Linked DNA regions of Mus musculus: region 1 is linked to region 2. Evidence: chromatin contacts called from public HiChIP or PLAC-seq data. All regions are on one chromosome and are shown on one strand. Each heading gives the region's core, a stretch centred on a gene start, on an enhancer-like site or on the middle of the called end of the contact. The rest is flanking DNA. Distances are from core to core; before and after follow the strand shown. Region 1 has its middle 70 kb from the start of Slc4a7. Region 2 has its middle 170 kb from the start of Il3ra.

The links. HiChIP or PLAC-seq counts read pairs in DNA pulled down with a chosen protein or histone mark.
Region 1: a RAD21 HiChIP or PLAC-seq map of pro-B cells shows a contact between it and region 2, with 2.2 times the contacts expected there. The contact joins two enhancer-like sites. A contact is called at or near these places in 1 of 15 datasets of contacts at CTCF or cohesin (pro-B cells), 4 of 484 Hi-C or Micro-C datasets (muscle stem cells, myocytes, nephron progenitors and 1 more) and 1 of 115 datasets of contacts at active chromatin or transcription factors (fibro-adipogenic progenitors).

The regions. Positions count from the first base shown.
Region 1 is chr14:14,629,890-14,635,594 of GRCm38.p6, reverse strand. No RefSeq gene overlaps it. Among named protein-coding and RNA genes, the nearest start is that of Slc4a7, 70 kb to the left of the region's middle. Within about 2 kb of position 2,329, at least 282 of the 459 cell types and tissues checked have an H3K27ac peak or open chromatin away from gene starts, as enhancers often do. A contact at or near this core is called in muscle stem cells, pancreatic cancer cells and pro-B cells, where this site is marked.
Region 2 is chr14:14,509,751-14,515,002 of GRCm38.p6, reverse strand. No RefSeq gene overlaps it. Among named protein-coding and RNA genes, the nearest start is that of Il3ra, 170 kb to the right of the region's middle. Within about 2 kb of position 1,317, at least 44 of the 459 cell types and tissues checked have an H3K27ac peak or open chromatin away from gene starts, as enhancers often do. A contact at or near this core is called in muscle stem cells, pancreatic cancer cells and pro-B cells, where this site is marked.

The sequences.
Region 1 (5,705 bases), core at 1,080-3,579, 120 kb before region 2:
CAGACTAAGACATTCACCATGCCAGACCAATGTATGCAAAGATCCATTCTAGGTGCTTAGATACAACAGTGAACAAAACCAATATCCCTGCTTTGAGCAGCTCAGTTCTCATAGGGAGTGGAAACACTCTGAACTAGATATTTCAATTCTGGAGGAATAGGGCAAACCATACCTCTAACAAGATGCCAAGTTCCTTGAAGGGCAGAGCTGATTTGTTCTTGCTATATGGCCCAACAGTAGCCCCCAGGAAGCACATTCCATCTATGATCTCTCCAGACATTACGGAATGATTGTACATTTGTTTTACTTTATGTGTATGTATGAATGTCTGTGTCAGTGTCTGTCACATGTGGGAATGTCAGAAGAATGAGCAACCCCTGGAGCTAGAATTATAGACACATATGAACTGTCTGGGTGGGTGATAAAGTCCTCTAGAAGAGCCACATGTACTCTTAACCCTGGGGCTATCTTCTCAACCCCATTTGAGTTTTTGAGGCCAAGTCTTATAAATCCTAGGGTGGCTTCAAACTCCCTTTGTAGAAAGATGGCTTCTGGTCCTCCTATGTCCAGGGTCTACAGATATGTGTCAACATGCCTGCTGGGGATTGACCTGAAGACTTCATACATGCTAGGCAAGCATTTAACCAACTAAGATACACACTCAGCCCTTACTTAAAAACATAAACTCCAGTTTGCAGCACTTTGTCATCTCATCTGTGAGGTATGAACTCATTTCTTTTTTTCTCTGAAACTGGCCTCTTCTGCACAGAAAGGACTACCACACTTTCAAATACTATGCTTTTGCAAGAGACCACAGGATTCATAATCAATGTCTATCCTGAAAAGCTCCATGGCAGCTGTGCAGGAGGTGTGATGTGAGTCTGGTACAACTTGGTAGGTAGCTCATAGCTAAAGAACCAAGCCAGCATGGGAGACACGCCCCAGAGGCTTGATTCTTAGCTATACCAAACATTGAACTTAGGAGCAGAATGAGCTGCTGTGATAACATCTGACACTATCTCATTGGTCCCCTTTCTGAGAAGGTGTACTCAATATTAAGTAAGATGCAAGCTGAATTATTCTGGAAAGAGCAGATAGATAAAGTTAGCCAGAGACAGGTTTGTTAGCCACAAAGACACAATTAGGTGTGTTGATTTGGAATAGGCCTTGAGTGTCTCTTACATATATGTGTGTACAAAGTAATTAGTTCAGGAGTTCATTTGTAATAACCTAAGATACTTATCTTGAAAAACAAGGCAGTGTGACTCAAGAAAGAGCTCAGCAGTTAAGAACACTTCTTGTTCTTGCAGAGGACCCAGGTTTGTTTCCCAGAATCCTCATGGTGGGGGTCAATTATCTGTAACTCCAGTTCCAGGGGGATATAGCGCCCCTTCTGGCCACAGGAAGCAGTTTCTCCACATTCTGTACTAGACATCTATTTGGGCAAAACACCCATACACGGAGAATATAAACAAACAAACAAACAAACAAACAAACAAACAGCAAACTCAAGAAAACAAGACATGGATTCTGTTTACTTTTAAATGTCAATGCCCCAGGAAGACAGCCCCAAGTTTATCTGTTTTCCTCTTTGTAGTGAGGTGATGAGGTGCTTTCTCCTATAAATGAGAGAGGGAGCAGGTAACACTCTTTTCTTCCTCAGTGGTCAGGCTGAGAAGCCCCAGGCTTGGTTTTCATGGTCCAGACATTTCAGCCAAGTATCTGTACAGGCACCTGTATTTATGCTGTATTATGTTTCTATGTATTTATGCTAGGAATGGCAGTCTCCTGCTGCATACAAAAGGCCCAGTTTCAAATTTCAATCTCCACATTCCACTGGGCTGAAATTCAAAGCTTTTGCGGGTCTCCCTGAAGGCTTCTGGCTCAGTTGGGCTTGGACTGTGGACTCGGCTGCCCTGCCAGCCCCCCAGCCACAGCCACCTATTTTTACTTTGGCCACTCTTTCCGCTTGCCTAGGTCACATCCTTAAAAGACTCAGCCGTTCTCAACTCTCTTCTTCCTCTTTCCCGCTGTAGTTTTCAAATCTTACACACTTACCAAAGAAAGAGCGAATCTCAAAGTAAAGGCGGACGTATAAAATCAAGCCACCAACGCCCAAGTCCCACTTCTAAACGCCACAGATATTTGTTTCTTTTTACTCATTGCACCCCCCACCCCCTCCCGACTGAGAGGAGCAACGGCAGGAAGGGTGGTGACTCAAAGCCAGAGCCCCAAAAAACAAACACCCACGAATGACTCAGAAGCCGGAGCCGGGGAGATTCCAAGGTTTTCCTTACTATAAAATTCATGTGTAGACAGCACCACTGGACCTGTGGGCTCCTTAGAGCCTCGCCACCCCGCCCCTGAGAGGGAGTTTACTGGGTCAGAGAAGGGTGGATAGGACTCGAATTTCTTTTGCCAAATGTCGAGAAAATCCAACATATCCTGTATGAGTCAAAGTGCTTCGCATCTGCTTTAGAGTCTTAGTCACTGCTCTCGCCCCCTTGACTTAATTGTGATTTTAATTAGATGAATGCCTTAGAAGAGGAGGTGGAGGCCTTTCATCTAAAGCGGGGTTTTTTTTTTTTTTCCAGGCTGTGTGGTCTTTTGTTGGCTACTTGGATCTTATAATGATAAAAGGATTACTTTTATTTTAGCACTCCCCCCACCTCCCTCCCCACCCCTGCTTCGCGAAAGTTTAAAGGACCTGAACTTCGAATTTACATTTTTTTATGCCAAAGATGACGGTTTTGTGACAAAACGCTTTGAATTCCCGAGATGAAAGAGAACTCATAAAGAGAAGTTAGCCTCGCTTAATTTCTAAGCAGCTTTTGACATACATGTGTAGACAGATGTAATTCGAGGCAGCTGAGGTTAACTTCTGTGCGCTCCCTCTCTCTAGCCGAATGGAGCGACCTCTTCCTTTCACTCCTCTTCCTGAGCCAGACAGAGCCTATGTGGCCACAGTCAGGCTTGAGTAGTGGAGACACGGGCACCCGCTCCGAGCTCACACCCCGGCCCAGTGCTTTGGCGGGGCTGTGCTGTGGGGGTGGGCACTGTCTCCTTGGGGAAGGAAGAAAAGTGTAGGTCAGAAGGGCAAAAGCGTTCGGGAGGTCTTGCTGGCTTGACTTCCAAAGTCTCCCTGATTGTTGGTGTGATTCTTAGCTTAGGAGACACAGTGTTTGTTAGTCATTCACACTGGGATGATATTTAAATATCCCCAAGAGATTTGGAAGTTGCTTTTGTTCCTACCTGCAGTAGGCACTATCTGTTTCACTCCTGCCCTGTTTCTTCTTAGTTTCACACGTTACTTAACACACACGTGCAACAATGGGTTACCGCAGGAAAATGGAAAATTCCAGCTGTTATTTAAACCATGGGATCCTGAGGGTCCTGCTTAATGTTTCTTTTACCTTTTTTTGTGTTTTCAGGAGAAAACACAAAGGACTTGAACTTGCTCATTGGCTTTCTCTAAGGTTCGGAAGCAACCGAGCTGTACAGTTAAAAGGCAGATGAATGATAATTGCTATCTTCCAAGCCAGTTGATAGAGTCTGTCTGTGGAGGGGAGGTTTAGCTGGCGCCCTGGCTTGGATGTGAACCCTACAGGCTCCCATATTCATTTCGAGCTGATAGCTTGGGGGAAGGGAGGCTCCACAGTAAATTAGGAGGTGGGGCAGAGCAGGAAGAAATGGGCTGCTGGGGAAACAAACCCTGAGAGCTCTAGTCCTTCTTTCCTTCCCGAGGAGTCACAAGCCATGCTACAAGCTCCTTCACAGGTGGAAGCTCCCTGCAGAGGCGTCTCCACCACCTAGCCATCTCCAACCCCAAGGATTGTATTTGCTTCTTAGATCAGTTTCTGGTTTCCTTAGACTTGTCCTCTACTTGTTTGGTGGTACTACTACTACTACTACTACTACTACTACTACTATTTTGGAGACAGGATCTCAATATGTATAGCTTAGGCTGGCCTTGAGTTTGGGTGTTTCTAGTCAATCTCCTGACTATTTCTCGTCTGTCACTGAGACCCCCATTTCCCAAGCATGCACATGTGTACTATATAGCACCTGTACATGCTCAGGTAGGTAGGCCAGAGATAGATACTGGAAGGCTTTCCTTGACTGCTTTCCACCTCAGTTCTTTGGGACAGGGTCTCTCAGTGAGCCGGAAGCTCTCCAGTCTTGAGATCCAAACTCAGGCTCCCCTTCCCTTATAGGATGTGGACTGAGTACACAGCTCTCCACCCCAACACATGTTTTCATTCTTCCTTCTTATTGAAATCTTTTTACACAGTATATTTTGATCATATTCTTTTCCCTCCCCAATCCATCCCAGATAGCCTGCCCACCTCCCTACCACCCAACTTCATGTTCTCTCTTTCTCAAAAGACAAAACAAAACAAAATGAAAGTCAAAGATAACTAAAAAAGAAAAACATAAAATAATGAACAGTAAAACAAAACAAAAAACAAGAGCCAATTTGAACGTGGGCGCTCTCACCTCTCTCTCTCTCTCTCTCTCTCTCTCTCTCTCTCTCTCTCTCCTCTCTCTCCCACACACACTCCTCACACACACACACACAGAGTCCATTTTGTGTTGGTCAATTACTTTTGTGCATGAGCCCTGCCCTAGAATATGATTGGTATAGCCAGTGACAGTGTCCACGTCCCCTTGTCAGCGCTGGGATTTTTGTCTGGCTTGAATCTGTGCAGGTCTTGTGCATGCTGTCAGAGTCTGTGTAAATTTATGTGTGTGGTATGTATGTGTGGTATTCGTAATATGTGGGGTGTGTGTTTTTGTGTTTGTGTATAGTATGGAATGTGTGTGGTGTGTGTTGGGGGTATGTGGGTTTGTGCATGTGTTTGATGGTGTTTGTATGTGTATGTGTGTGTGTGTGTGTGTGTGTGTGTGTGTGTGTGTGCATGGTGTGGTGTGGTGGTGGTGGTGGTGGTGGTGGTGGTGTATGTGTGTATAATGTGCATGTGTATTCCCAGAACTATGAAAACTAGTCACTAGCCTATTGGGTCAAATATTGAACAGAACTTTCTCCTTCTGGTACCAACACTGCAGTGCTCAGGGCAGTTGAAGCTCAGAACCAATTTTCAGCCTTTTGTCTGGGGCATTCCTGAGTAGGCTCAGGGCTTCTTAATGTCTTATAGGGTTGGACAAAAGCTTAGAAAATCATCCCAGTGTCTGAACAAACAACAGCTCACATATGCCATATTGCTCTGGTGAAACTTTCCTTCCCCCTCTTTTAAAGTAACCCAACTCTGTCTTATCCCTTTTTCATTTGGATTTGGAAGTGCCCATCCCAAAGTCTTTCCTAAAGTTAATTGTTTTCAACATTTTACAGGCCTGGAGAGCAATAAATCAGGAGAGGAGAGTCCTAATCTGCAAATCAAATTGGATAAAATTTTTGTCAGCTTATAGAATGCTTTGTCTCTGTCGTTCTTACACACACACACACACACACACACACACACACACACACAAAGAAGCAAGAAGCCAACACTTTCATATTTAACACTGAATGGGTCACATTTCTGTCTATTATATGGTGAATATCTAGATACACAACTTGCATGTTTTCTTTAATCATACAGTGGGATGTTGATCTGAAAGAAAGAATCAAGTATGATGTATCGACTCTACTGAGTTGAAATGTTTTCCTAATGACAACAATTTTTTATTCACTGGGCACTGGAATG
Region 2 (5,252 bases), core at 68-2,567:
TGGGAGAAAGAGAAGCAAGAAGAGGACCCTGGGCTCTGGGCCAAGAGAATGTAGCCCAGAGGGCTGACTAATTGGAGTTAAGAATAGCCAGATGAAACCTAGTAAGTAATAATAGGGTTATGGATAGGAGGTAGATTCTAACAGCGTGGAGGCTAGGCAACTACCCAGCTATTGTGCTACATGAGGTATATTAAAATACAAAGGCTGTGTGTGTGTGTGTGTGTGTGTGTGTGTGTGTGTGTGTGTGTGTGTCTTTCATTTGGAACATAAATGGTCAAAGTTGGGAAGGAAACCTGCAAAAAACCTGAATCATTAAATATTACTTAACAACAACACCTCCCACCTCTCCTGTCACTCCAGGCCAAACAGCTCACAGTTTTAACTATTGCACAAGATGGGAAGTTAGGATGGCTGAGGAGAAGAGATAATAGGAATAAAAAGAGGCTATAGTTTTAGATAAAATAAATTTTAAAAAAGGGATGAGGAGGTAATTTCTAAACTGATTGCCTTGCAAATATGAGTTGGATTCTCAGAACTATGTTTTTGGTTGATTTTTAAACTAGGTATCATTTCATACTCTTGTACTCCCAGCCCAGAGGAGGCAGAGGCAGTGTTGTGCTTCTTGCTGCTTACTGATCGGCTAGCCTAGCCTACTTAGCAAGCTCCAAGACAGTCAGAAAGGCTTTCCCTCTCTCCCCTCTTCTTCTCCCCCTGCCCCCAAGCACTCCAAGATTATCCTCTGGCCTCCTCATGCATGTCTAAACACATGCACCTTTACACACACAGTTGCATACACATATGTGCACAAACACAGACAAATCTAAAGGAAAAAAATGGCTCCATTATATATGGGGATATAACCTGGTGTGGGCAGTAGAAATTTAGTGGGAAAATATCACTGTTGAAATTCTTCAACATACCAAGAATACTTATATCATTCTTGCCTCCTTTCAAGTTACCCAACTAGATACTCTCAATTAAATAGAATATTGGAAAAATACTGTAATAAGATGTGCCAACTAAGAAAAATTAGATTTGCAATATATGTAATCGAAAGCCATATGTCACCCATTGTCCACTCATGAATAAAGTCCAAACAAACCAAACCAAACCAAACCAGGGTTCACAGAGAAAAAGAAAATTCTCCAGGTTCCCAGAATGTATCACCAGACTTCGGGTTATTATAATAACGGTTTTCTACAGCTATTCTGTGGTAAAGACAGATTTCCTGTGGTAAAGACAGAGTAAACAACAGACTCAAACCACCAAGCTCTCAGGACAAGTCCTCAGGGGCCCAGTTCTCCAGTCAAGGACACAGTAACATCTGGGATACTGTGCCACAGTCTTTCTTTACACAAGCACCTGAGCAGCAAACAGGGCTTCCTCTCACTATTGCTCAAACCTGCCTGTGAAGTAGGAGCTGGAGACTGATTTACGGAGCATTTGCAAAATGAATTGGATTTGCTCTGTTTATTTTTCCACCATCTCCTCCCATCACAAATATAAAAAGCAAACAGGAAAGAAAACAAACAAAAAACCAAAATGTTTCCAGAAAATCAGACTTTACAGCTTCTAAAAGCATACAATGCGGAGACAATGGGGCATAGCACAAATTATCCTACAGAACACCACTGAGTGTCTCTTTTCTGTCTCCCACCAGCTATGACTAGGTAGGAAGTCAAGGCTTGAAGAGAAGTAGACCTGTCATCATGCTTTGTAGAGACTGTTGCCATGGGAACCTGCCTGTCAGATCAAATGCTCAGCATCTTTAAGCAGTACATCCTACATTCTTCTGACCCAGAGGACTATTGGCTAGAAAGGGGAAAGAAAGGAGGGGCCAGCGAATAGAGTTCTGAAAAAGAGAGATTTTCTTCACTATGCTAGAGGTAGATGGAAGGTAGCTGGGCTCTAGATCTACTTTCTCCTGTCTCCATCAGAAAGTCCATCCATGTAGCTGCCGCTCATGTTAGTTTCTTGTTGGGGGTCAGTCGTGTGCTGCTATGTACTCAAATGCTAAGTACTGGTCCCTATGAGCAGATCTTCATATACACCAAGTGATGCTATGTAAACTTTGCTCCCCAATTTAAAACTATTGGTTAAATAAAGGTGTCTACAGCCAATTACTGGGGAGATTAGAGGTAGGTAGAGTTTCAGTTATGGGGCTGGGGGTTGCAGGTAGGACCCATGACAGAAGGAGAGGTAGGAGAGTGAAGGAGGAAGAAGACAAAGACAACAGGAGGTCTATGTTAGATGTGATGGACTGGAAGCACGTGCCCTACTGAAATGCCCTATTCTCTGCCCCCCAAGACAGACTGCTGGAGCAGAAGTAACCTAGGCGAGGTTCAAACAAGTGTTTGGGGAGCACAGTTGGGAATTAACAGTCTAGCAGAGGCAGGCGTGGTGGCGCACACCTTTAATCCCAGCACTTGGGAGGCAGAGGCAGGCAGATTTCTGAGTTTGAGCCCAACCTGGTCTACAGAGTGAGTTCCAGGACAGCCAGGGCTAAACAGAGAAACCCTGTCTCGAAAAACCAAAACCAACCAACAAAACAAACAAACAAAAACCAAAAAAACCAGTCTAGCAAATAGAAATATAGATTAGGGATAATCCCCCAGTAATTGTGCAGGAGCTAATTAAATAATCTATAGGACTCTGCCTTGGCTATTGGGGGGCTTGCCAGGTCATATTAATAATTAATAAAGTTTATTAAAATCTGTAGTGGTGAATAGTTAAACTGCACTGGGCTCCTGGTGGTGAGCACACTTCCTGCTTCCTGCCAGAGTTCTCTGGATTCACAAATGAAAGAAACACACATGCAGCTCTTATATTTTGATATGCCTTGATTAGCTCAAAGGTTGGGCACTTTGAAACCTCCCCGCTGTTTGCACACACTCCCCTCTGGTATTCCTGAGTCAACACTTTCTAAATCTGTATTTTATCTTTGCTGCCCTGTTTCCTTCTGGGCAGCCTCCCATCGGGCCACGTTCCCTTTGCACCCATATTGTTGCATGGTTTCTCTCCTGCAGCTTTTGAATCTGATCTCCATGCTTTCGTGTCATGGTGATTCTGTTCCTTCTCCCTCTTGCCCAAGAATCCTAAAAGTCCTGCCACTTTCCCCCTGTCTAGCCATTGGCCTTTGGGTCTTTATTATTAATCAAAAACCAATGGGGAACAGAGACCCTCAATGTCTCTACATGAAGATTTCCATGTAATTTTGGGAGCCAAATTAAGAAAAAGTATTAGAACCAATCCCGGACAAAAATCCATTTACAGAGGCTATTTTATAAATGTTGTAGTTTTCTCTTAACTGAGTAATTAAAACTGGACTGTTTTATCTATTTAACAGCTTTAAAGCACAACAGTTGAGCAGTATTAATCTATGTTAATCCTGTAAGGTAATCTGGCCACCTTCCTGTGATATTTGCATTTAAACATTTTTTTCTGCTCTAGTTGTTTTCTTTTGATGCCTTCTGGTCCCTAACCTTTGGGCCTGATCTCCACTTCCTATCCCCCTCCCCCTGCCATGCTAGGAAGAGGTTGAGCCCTATTTCCTCTCCTGCTCAATCATCAGCTGATCACCTTTTTATTTTTATACTTTTGACTAATCAGGGAATAATTGGGAACAATGTTTATACAACATTGAAATAGGAGATTCTCAAAGTAAGGATTCCAGATATGGGGGCCCAGAAATCAGCATTTGAATAATATAATAACATTATGCATGCTCAATCATGTGTGTGTTCATACATCCACACATCTGTCCATCCTTACGCATTCATTCATTATTACGTTATTAATTATAACATAACATACACTAGTACACTAGTAGATGTACATAAAAAAAACCCTATGGTCTCAAAAAACTGAGGTAAGCTAATTCTTAGGGCTGATTTGAGAAGCTGGTAAAAGAAAGCTCTTTAGAAATGCTAATAAATAACTGGGAGGGGTCTTGATGTTTGTCAAAAAGGATAAAAGATAAAGTATAAAAAGAAGACACTGCATGGGAAAACATGACAAGCACATGTGTATCATATTAAAAAATACAAGGCAAGATCCGGGCACCTTCCCTGCCAGAGGAGAGGTGTCTGTCCCGCCTGGAAGGACTTTGCTGTAGCACCTGGGGGAGCCACCTTGGTTCCCGGATCCTGCCTAGACTAGTCTGCACAGGTGAGAGTGTGGACTACAGAAGCTAACAACTTCTGGGACAGGCCCTGTTTCAGGCCTTCATCTTCTGCCGGGAGGCAGGTCCGAAAGCCAGATATCTGTGCACCTTCCTTGCAGGAGGAGATCTTGCCTGCAGAGAGTGCTCTAACCACTGAAACTCAGGAGAGAGCTAGTCTCCCAGGTTGGCTGATAGAGGCTAAGAGACTCACAAAAGGAACAAGCTCAAACCAGAGACAACTATAACAACTAACTCCAGAGATTACCAGATGGCAAAAGGCAAATGTAAGAATCTTACTAACAGAAACCAAGACCACTCACCATAATCAGAACCCAGCATTCCCACCTCAGCCAGGCCTGGACACCCCAACGCACCTGAAAAGCTAGACCCGGATTTAAAAGCATATCTCATAATGATGGTAGAGGACATCAAGAAGGACTTTCATAACTCACTTAAAGAAATACAGGAGAACACTGCTAAAGAGTTAGAAGTCCTTAAAGAAAAACAGCAAAACACAGCCAAACAGGTAGAAGTCCTTAAAGAAAAACAGGAAAATGCATCCAAACAGGTGATGGAAATGAACAAAACCATACAAGACCTAAAAAGGGAAGTAGACAAAATAAAGAAAACCCAAAGTGAGGCAACACTGGAGATAGAAACCCTTGGAAAGAAATCTAGAACCATAGATATGAGCAACAGCAACAGCAACAGAATACAAGAGATGGAAGAGAGAAACTAAACAGGGACACAGTGAAACTAACAGAAGTTATGAAACAAATGGATTTAACAGATATCTACAGAACATTTTATCCTAAAACAAAAGGATATACCTTCTTCTCAGCACCACATGGTACCTTTTCCAAAATTGACCATATAACTGGTCACAAAACAGGCCTCAACAGATACAAAAATATTGAAATTGTCCCATGCATATTATCAGATCACCATGCACTAAGGCTGATCTTCAATAACAACATAAATAATAGAAAGCCAACATTCACGTGGAAACTGAACAACACTCTTCTCAATGATAACTGGGTCAAGAAGGAATAAAGAAAAAAATTAAAGAATTTTTAGAGTTTAATAAAAC